Linked DNA regions of Pan troglodytes: region 2 is linked to region 1. A link is a contact called in public Hi-C data. All regions are on one chromosome and are shown on one strand. Each heading gives the region's core, a stretch centred on a gene start, on an enhancer-like site or on the middle of the called end of the contact. The rest is flanking DNA. Distances are from core to core; before and after follow the strand shown. Region 1 overlaps SIL1 (SIL1 nucleotide exchange factor). Region 2 has its middle 11 kb from the start of SIL1.

Region 1 (4,390 bases), core at 1,508-4,007:
GAGGTGTGCAGGGAGCCGTGGAGTGAATGGGGCCATGCGGGGGTGCACCTGGAAGTCGGAGCTGCGCCTCCAGAGGCCCCGGGGAGAGTTAGAGTGACAGGAGTGGGTGTGAGTGGGTCCAGGCCGCGCACAGTGGGGGCAGAGCCTGCAGAGCCTCGCAGTCCCAGGGAAGGGATTGATTTTGTCTTTATCACCCGCAATGCCAGGCTGTGAGGGTTTGGGGGCTGGAGGAGAGGGTGAGAGCAGGAGGCACTGGATCGCAGGACACAAGGGACGAAGGTGGAGCTGACAGAATTGGGGTGTGTTTTGGAGGCGAAGCTGGCAGGACTGAGGGGTGAAGTAGGAAAGGACTAGGGGATACCTCTCAGCCTTTCCTGTCCCAGGATGCAGGATTGCACCCCTCCTCAGCTTCCTCTGCCAGCCCCAATCAGCCCCACGACTTCCTGCTGCCGCAGGAAGCACAGGTGGTCCACTGTGGCCTCGTCTTCTCCTGGGCTTCCCTCTTGCCTTGTGCATCTTCCCTGTGCTTCATTCTCCCCTGGAGTTAGGGCAGGCATTCCTTCTTTCTCCACACAGGCACACTTCCTACAGCTGCACGGGAGATCTCTGCCCCCTCCCAACCCTCTACCTCTGACCTTCAGGTAACCTGCCTGCTTGTCATGGTTCAGGTGTTGGCTTTCCCGCTGCTGGTAGCCTGGCAGGATTGGCTCCCACCATGTTCTGCTGATAGAGCTGGGCTTCTGCGCTTTACAGACAGGCTGAGTTTCTCCACTTAGGAGGTGATGACGATGAGTCTCAGGGAGGCTAAGTGCCAGCCATGGTCATTCAGCAAGTCAGTGGTGGAGCAGGAATTTGAAGCCAGCCTGTCTGCCTCCATGCTGCACTGTTAGATTACGTTTATGCTATTTGGGAATTAGTTAATTTTTATTCTCCTGCTAGACCTTAAGCTCCTTGAGGGTAAGACTGTGTCTCCATCGTGGTTTCTTCAGCACCTGGCACCACACAAGTGTTTCTGTTGGTGGATGAATGAATGAATAGACAGACTTGGGGATAGAGGAAGAGGTGGGCCCTCAGGGGTCAGCCTCGTACCTTCCTGTCTGAAGGGCAGAGCTAGCCAGGTGTGAGCTAACTGCTCCCTGTGTGTTCTCTCCCCACCCCCACCCTACCTGGCCTGCGGCTGTGGCGGGTGGCAGATGTTCGCCGAGGAGGAGGCTGAGCTGACCCAGGAGATGTCCCCAGAGAAGCTGCAGCAGTATCGCCAGGTACACCTCCTGCCAGGCCTGTGGGAACAGGGCTGGTGCGAGATCACGGCCCACCTCCTGGCGCTGCCCGAGCATGATGCCCGTGAGAAGGTGCTGCAGACACTGGGCGTCCTCCTGACCACCTGCCGGGACCGCTACCGTCAGGACCCCCAGCTCGGCAGGACACTGGCCAGCCTGCAGGCTGAGTACCAGGCGCTGGCCAGCCTGGAGCTGCAGGATGGTGAGGACGAGGGCTACTTCCAGGAGCTGCTGGGCTCTGTCAACAGCTTGCTGAAGGAGCTGAGATGAGGCCCCACACCAGGACTGGACTGGGATGCCGCTAGTGAGGCTGAGGGGTGCCAGCGTGGGTGGGCTTCTCAGGCAGGAGGACATCTTGGCAGTGCTGGCTTGGCCATTAAATGGAAACCTGAAGGCCATCCTCTTTCTGCTGTGTGTCTGTGTAGACTGGGCACAGCCCTGTGGCCGGGGGGTCAGGTGAGTGGTTGGGTGATGGGCTCTGCTGACGTGCAGGGCTCAGCCCAGGGCATCCAGGAACAGGCTCCAGGGCAGGAACCTGGGCCCAGGAGTTGCAAGTCTCTGCTTCTTACCAAGCAGCAGCTCTGTACCTTGGGAAGTCGCTTAATTGCTCTGAGCTTGTTTCCTCATCTGTCAGGAGTGCCATTAAAGGAGAAAAATCACGTAGAAAGCTTCACACTAGTGCTGGCACCCCCCAGCTGTGAGGTAAGGCAGGGAATCATCTCACTGCCCCTCTATCGGTGCCCACATAACAGCCTCGAGGCCGCTGACCTGGCCGGCGCCCGAGGCCTGTCCATACACTGGTGCTGTGGTGACCCAGGCAGCTGATGGGCTTGACGGCTGCTGGAGTGATGGGTGCTGGAGCAGTGGGTGCCGGGGTGGGGTGCTGAGAGGTGCTGGACTCTGGAGGCCCAGGGGCCAGGCCTTACTCTGGGAGAAAGCTGGCAGTGGGAGCCCAGGGGAGCCCAGGCCTGCCTGGCCCACCTGACAGGGGAGAAGTGCCTCTCTGTGGCCTTCCACCACTTCTGTGTCCAAGCAGAAACAGGGCCAAGCCCAAGGAGGAGGCCTCAGAGCTGGGAGCAGCCGCGCCTGGCGAGTCCCGGCCCCCACCCAGGCTGGCGGAGTCCCGGGCTGGAGCTGGCTGCAGGTTGCCATGGCAACCCGGGCTCTGGGCTTTTCAGACTCGGATTCTGGTGTGTTTGTTTCTCAGCTTTCCCAGTGCACCAGAGGCTCGCTCTTGCGGGCCCAGGCAGCCCCTCCGGCCCCCGGGTGGTAAAGTCGGGAGGGCCAGTCTGGGGCAGGACTCTCCTCTCCCTGGCTCTAGGCCTCCTTGTAGAAATCTCAGTTTTACTGAGCTGAGGGCAAATTGAGGCCCAGAAAAACATGGGGTCAGTAGTTGGCCTTCCCTGCAGTCCCTTTGCTTGGCCACCTGGCTCTTCTCCTCAGCCCCTCTCCTGCTCGCCTCTTGCCGCAACACGACACGCAGGAAGCTTGGAGCAGAGCCACGGCCTGCACGGAGCCCCTCCCAGCAGGGCAGGCTGGAGGCAGGAGTCCAGGCTGATGCTGGAGTAACAGCTTCCCCAGGGCGGGAGGCCTCAGGGCTAGGGCAGAGTGGGGAACAGACTCACAGTCTGCCAGCCATTGGGTACCTGCTGCCTTTACAGCCTCGCAGGAGTCTTCGAAGTAGATTTTACAGATGAGGAAATCATGGCTCAGAGAGGCCAAGTGATCTGCCTGTGGGGGCAGCAGTGGGCCTGCGGTGCTGATGGTGCTGTGGGAGGCTTGAATGGGAGGCCAAGAAGGAGATGATGTTGAATTGACAGGCAGCGGAGGGAGGACCACGAGAAATGGCTGGGCATGTGTGGCCACAACAGGGCAGGCAGGGTTCAGACAGGAGGTGCCAGCGCCTGGATGAGGCCAAGGTCAAGGGGCGCTTTAGAGGTAGTGTTGGAAGATCTAGCGTGGACTTGAGAAAGGGGCAAGGTGAGGTTTGATGGGGAGAGGGGCTGCCTCAGCAGAGGCTGGAAGACAGGAGGACTTGGGGCTGGGCTGGGGATGAATCTATTCTAGGCTTTCAGCATTCAGAGGTGAGCACCAAGGCTGGGCAGTGGGAACAGTGGACAGGCGAGAGTGTGGGGCCTTGTGGGGAGGCCAGGCCGGGCGCTCGGCTGTGTCAGGACCAGGCTGGCCCTTGAGGCCTCTGTGACCACCAGGGTCTGGCCCGGGGTGTGGAAAGCGTCCCTATGGGAGGAGTGCCACTAGTAGGGGCCTAACTGCAGTCCCCAGTGTCCCCTCTGCCCCCAGGTGTGCTGCCCTCAGCAGCGATTCTGTAAAGCAGAGGGAGGCTTTGGGCCAGGTGCTCTTGAGAGGATTTCTGGGAGCGAGGATGGAGGAACAGGCACCTGGGGGCTGTAGGGAGGGGGCTGGACCAGCGCCAGGCTGCTGAGCCCGAGGCCTGGGAGGTGGGACTGCGTGCACTCTGCCCTCACACACTCAGAGCATCGGAATGGGAGTTGGGCTGCAGTCTCTCTCCTCAATGGCCGCATCCAGGTTCGTTCTGGACTGTTAAGCAGACCCTCCAGGGAGAGGGTGGCGAGGCGCCCCAGGGTCTGGGCTTGGGCTGCTTGGGGGTGGGTTCTGGCTCTGCCTCCTGATTCATCACGGCTTGTTGTCTGCAGGTCAGGAAGGAACCCCTTCTCTGCCTTCCCTTTGGCTGCCATCCTGGGAACTGTGGTCAAGGAGTGTGACCGGGGCTCGAAGTGAGGCAGGGAGTGGTGACGGGGGAGGTGGGACTTTCTCCTGTGGGGCTGGAGCCTGCTTTCCTGTCCTCACTGTCTTGGGATGGGCTGAGAGGTGTGCCGGGCTGACACCCACAGGCCCTCAGTGATTATTGGGTCCCTGCTCCTGGGCTGGGCTGACCCAGGCCCTAGTGTGGGAGGATGGCAGGGAGGGTGGTGGGCCTAGGTCCTCACCCCATCCCTCAGCAGCTGTGGTTTTGTGAGTTCACTTGTTCATTCATTCTTTCATTCACACTGTGGCTGTTGAGCAGTCGTGTGTGTCAGGCAGTTGGAGCTGAGAAGTCTGCTGAGCTGGGTGAGGCCAAGGAAAGGCCT
Region 2 (3,889 bases), core at 704-3,203, 190 kb before region 1:
CAGGATGGAAACCCTGTGACCATGGCAGAGATGGCTCTGAAGTGGAGCTGCCGCAGCAGGGAGAACTGCTGTTCCCTAGGCAATACTCTGCTTAATATTTTTAGCATGTGGTCATGACAGAACTAAATGTGGTTTCTGATCCCAAATTGGTAATAAATGTAGCCATATTTAGAGTCAGAAACAATGCATTTAAAATCCTCTGCTCCTTAATTGTCCTGCCAAGTGCTGAGTTTAGGTTTCTTTGTTTCTTGGCTACCTACCCAGCTTCCTACCATCCCTTGTAGAAGGTGCCCGGATTTTCTCTGGGCGTTCGGTGGGATTGTGAAAGCCGTGAGTTATGGCTCCCTGAGCTGTGTTGAGAGGCATCTGATTTTTGTGTTTCTGCCCACATATGTAAATGTGTACATTTTAAAATTCATCTCCCTTTCAAGTTTTTAAGGATCTGGTATTATAAATAGTCTTGGGCTCTCGGGCATGTTAAAAATAAAATGTTTCAGTTGCTGACTTACCTGGAAGACATAGTTGATACCAACATGGTAGTAGCAAGTCCTGTGCTTGGTGACCCATCCTCGTATTGTTGCTAAGTGTTTCTGTAAGTAAATGCTATTTTCTTGGGGCTCCCCAATTAGTTTAAGGAGTACCCTAATTATTGCCTAGCTCATTATTACAAAGTTGTAATTAGTGTCTTTTTTTTTTTTTTTTTTTTTGAGACAGAGTCTTGCTCTGTCGCCCAGGCTGGAGGGCAGTGGCTCGATCTCAGCTCACTGCAACCTCCGCCTCCCAGGCTCAAGCAATTCTCTTGCCTCAGGCTCCCGAGTAGCTGGGATTACAGGCACCCATCACCACGCCTGGCTAATTTTTGTATTTTTAATAGAGACGGGGTTTCACCGTGTTGGCCAGGCTAGTCTTGAACTTCTGCCTCAAGTGATCCAGCTGCCTCGGCCTCCCAAAGTTCTGGGATTACAGGCATGAGCCACTGCACCCAGCCTCAACTAATTTTTGTATTTTTTAGTAGAGATGAGGTTTCACCATGTTGGCCAGGCTGGTCTTGAACTCCTGACCTCAGGTGATCCACCTGCCTCAGCCTCCCAAAGTTTTGGGATTACAGGTGTAAGCCACCATGCCCGGCCCCAACTAGTTTTTGTATTTTTTTAGTAGAGATGAGGTTTTACCATGTTGGCCAGGCTGGTCTTGAACTCCTGACCTCATGTGATCCACCTGCCTCAGCCTCCCAAAATGCTAGGATTACAGGTGTAAGCCACTGCGCCTGGCCTTTTCTTTTTAATAATTATGCTGTCTGAGACTAAGATGTGGAAGGCCACATTATCCACTGAATGTGAACAGGACATCATCCACCTGAGGCAAGTGACAATATCTTTTGTATATTATGTTCCATAGTATGGTGCCCAGTGTGCTCAAGGAACTGACATTAATGCTGAAATTATCTTTGTGTGGTATTTGCTTTTAGAGTGTGAGTGCTGAATGCTTGCAATAGAAATGGCAAACAAATTGTACTTACCAGTTAGCAGATAGTTCCTTTAGAACTATGGACTGGAAATCATACCTTCTTCCCTATTTTAGCCCCTTTAAGAGGCTCTGATGTTTTCTGGAAGCTTAGAGACAGCAGGGGAAAGGAAAGATGAATTCTGATCTCTCCTCCCCTCGAACCCTGACCGTGGTATCTGGATGACTGTGGTGTGAAAGTCCCTGGTGTTCTTTGGGAGCAGGCTATAGAGAAAGCCCATCGCACATACTGTCAGGAGATCCAGTTACTATTTTAAAAGGGGAGGGAAGAAAAGCCCTGGGACCCTTAGTCCCCGGATGCTAGCTGCATCTGTCTACAGTGGTCCCAGCAGTCTAGGTCAGCTGCATTTGCCCCGGCTGTTCCTACTCTCCCTGACTCCCCCTTAGAGGTAGGAGAGTGGCAGCAGGAATTTGGAGACAGGCCTGAGTCATCAGGAAGCGGGACTCTGAAGTGTTTGATGTCAGTCAGCTGGCACTGATGCAGAGCCAGCCAGCATCGCTTAAAGGTTTCAATGGAAATGTGTCTGTAACCACCCAGAGTATAGTCCAGGTGTGTGGGCTGACTTGTGGCTCAGGGAAGCTAGTCTCCAAAGAGGGGCTTGGTTGTCAGAACAGAAGACAGTTCTGTATGGGGGTGAAGCCCTCGCTGCTTTTGCTTATCCTATTCTTTGCTCAGAATTTTCTCTAATAATAGTAGTGAGAGCTATAAGCTTTATGAGCCCTCATTTTGTGTCAGGCACTGTGCTATATGCTCTATGTCATCTCATTTAATATAGACAGTCATACTAAATAGTTACTATCAAGTCCCCTTATAGATGAAGGGGTTGAAACTTGTAGAGGTTAAGCATCTGGCCCAAAGTCACACAGCTAGTAGGGGAGACTTGGCTCAAAATCCAGAGCCTGCATTCTTCCTATTACACTGGAGTGGGTTGGAAGGGAATGGAGCTTCTTGTAACCTTGGTTGTTATCAGACATGGGCTGATCACTCCCGGTACCTCAGGCAGGGTCAAGGATCAGGTATAAGGGGTAGGTCCCCTTGTCTGTATCTTGCTAGGAGCTTACAGTCTAGGACCTACTGGAAAGTACAGACTAGGACCTGAGTATTCCTCTGATTCATCTGGTCAACTGCTGGTATGCTTAGGCAAGCCCCATTCACCAAAGACGACTCCGTCTTTGTCTGCCATGTAGAAATACTTCTGTCTTGTGTATTTTCTGCATGGAGGGGCGAGGTGTCAAGTTCTTGCCAGACAGTTGGGTGTGTGTATATACATGGTGTGTGTGGTTGTGGTTTGTGTGTGTGTGTGTGTGTGTATGTGTGTGTGTGCCTGGCACTGGGCTCCATGAAGGGGAGCAGGGATGCTTTTGCTTCGTGTATAGCTAGGAAGCTTGAGTGATAGGAGTTTAAGGGATCAAGTCACAAAGGAAGCCTGGCTGCAATCTGAGTCAAGGGATTTCTTCTTCCTGAATGCCTGTGCCTATGCCTTGGCTGGTCTGTGCCAAGGGCATTTAGTAATCAAGGTGCCTGTGTGTGGTATGTGTGTGTGTGCACGTGTGTGTGGTGTGTGTTCGTGTGTGGTGCAGAAACTAGAACATGGTAGAGGTGGGTCTTTCCACAAGAGGGCCCCAGTAGGCTCATTTAAAAATTTCTGTCCTTTCTACATATGGCTAGCCAGTTTTCCCAGCACCCATTCAGAGGTGGGAATTGAACAATGAGAACACATGGACACAGGAAGGGGAACATCACACACCAGGGACTGTTGTGGGGTTGGGGGAGGGGGGAGGGATAGCATTAGGAGATATACCTAATGCTAAATGACGAGTTAATGGGTGCAGCACACCAACATTGCACATGCATACATATGTAACAAACGTGCACATTGTGCACATGTACCCTAAAACTTAAAGTATAATAATAATAAAATTAAAAAAAAAATTTCTGTCCTGACACAAAATGTGCCTTTTTATTTATACTGTTGCAGAACAAATAAAATGATGAGTCCAGTTTCTGTGGCTGATTTCACAGACCCCTCGAGAGACAGCACGGCTATGGAAAGAGCATGGCTTTTGGGGCCAAACTGGCTTTGAATTCTGACTCTACTGCTCTGTGGCTGCATGAACTCTGGCACGTTACTTAACCTCTCTGAATTTTGGTCCCCTCATGGGTAAAATGAGCAGCATATTGGAACCACCTCAGAGGGTTGTCGTGAAGAGTAAATGAACTTAATACTTTGCTTGCAACATGGAAAATTCTCTATAAATGTTGACTATAATTATTATTTGACAGAATTAATTTTCCTCTGGGATGCCCAGATAGTATACTTGAATGCTGGGGGAAGGGGTGGCACTGGGGTATTTCTCTGTCTCC

Evidence for each region. A called contact is a pair of places that touch in the nucleus more often than the background predicts.
Region 2: a contact with region 1 is called in a Hi-C map of stem cell-derived neural progenitor cells, with 2.3 times the contacts expected there. The contact joins two enhancer-like sites. A contact is called at or near these places in 1 of 7 Hi-C or Micro-C datasets (stem cell-derived neural progenitor cells) and 1 of 1 other capture datasets (stem cell-derived neural stem cells).

What each region holds. Positions count from the first base shown.
Region 1 is chr4:136,668,953-136,673,342 of NHGRI_mPanTro3-v2.0_pri, reverse strand. SIL1 (SIL1 nucleotide exchange factor) reads left to right here. Exons shown (of 9, transcript NM_001280399.1): 9 at 1,194-1,678. The coding sequence ends at 1,550. Among named protein-coding and RNA genes, the nearest start is that of LRRTM2, 71 kb to the right of the region's middle. Within about 2 kb of position 2,757, at least 18 of the 24 cell types and tissues checked have an H3K27ac peak or open chromatin away from gene starts, as enhancers often do. A contact at or near this core is called in stem cell-derived neural progenitor cells and stem cell-derived neural stem cells, where this site is marked.
Region 2 is chr4:136,860,150-136,864,038 of NHGRI_mPanTro3-v2.0_pri, reverse strand. No RefSeq gene overlaps it. Among named protein-coding and RNA genes, the nearest start is that of SIL1, 11 kb to the right of the region's middle. Within about 2 kb of position 1,953, at least 6 of the 24 cell types and tissues checked have an H3K27ac peak or open chromatin away from gene starts, as enhancers often do. A contact at or near this core is called in stem cell-derived neural progenitor cells and stem cell-derived neural stem cells, where this site is marked.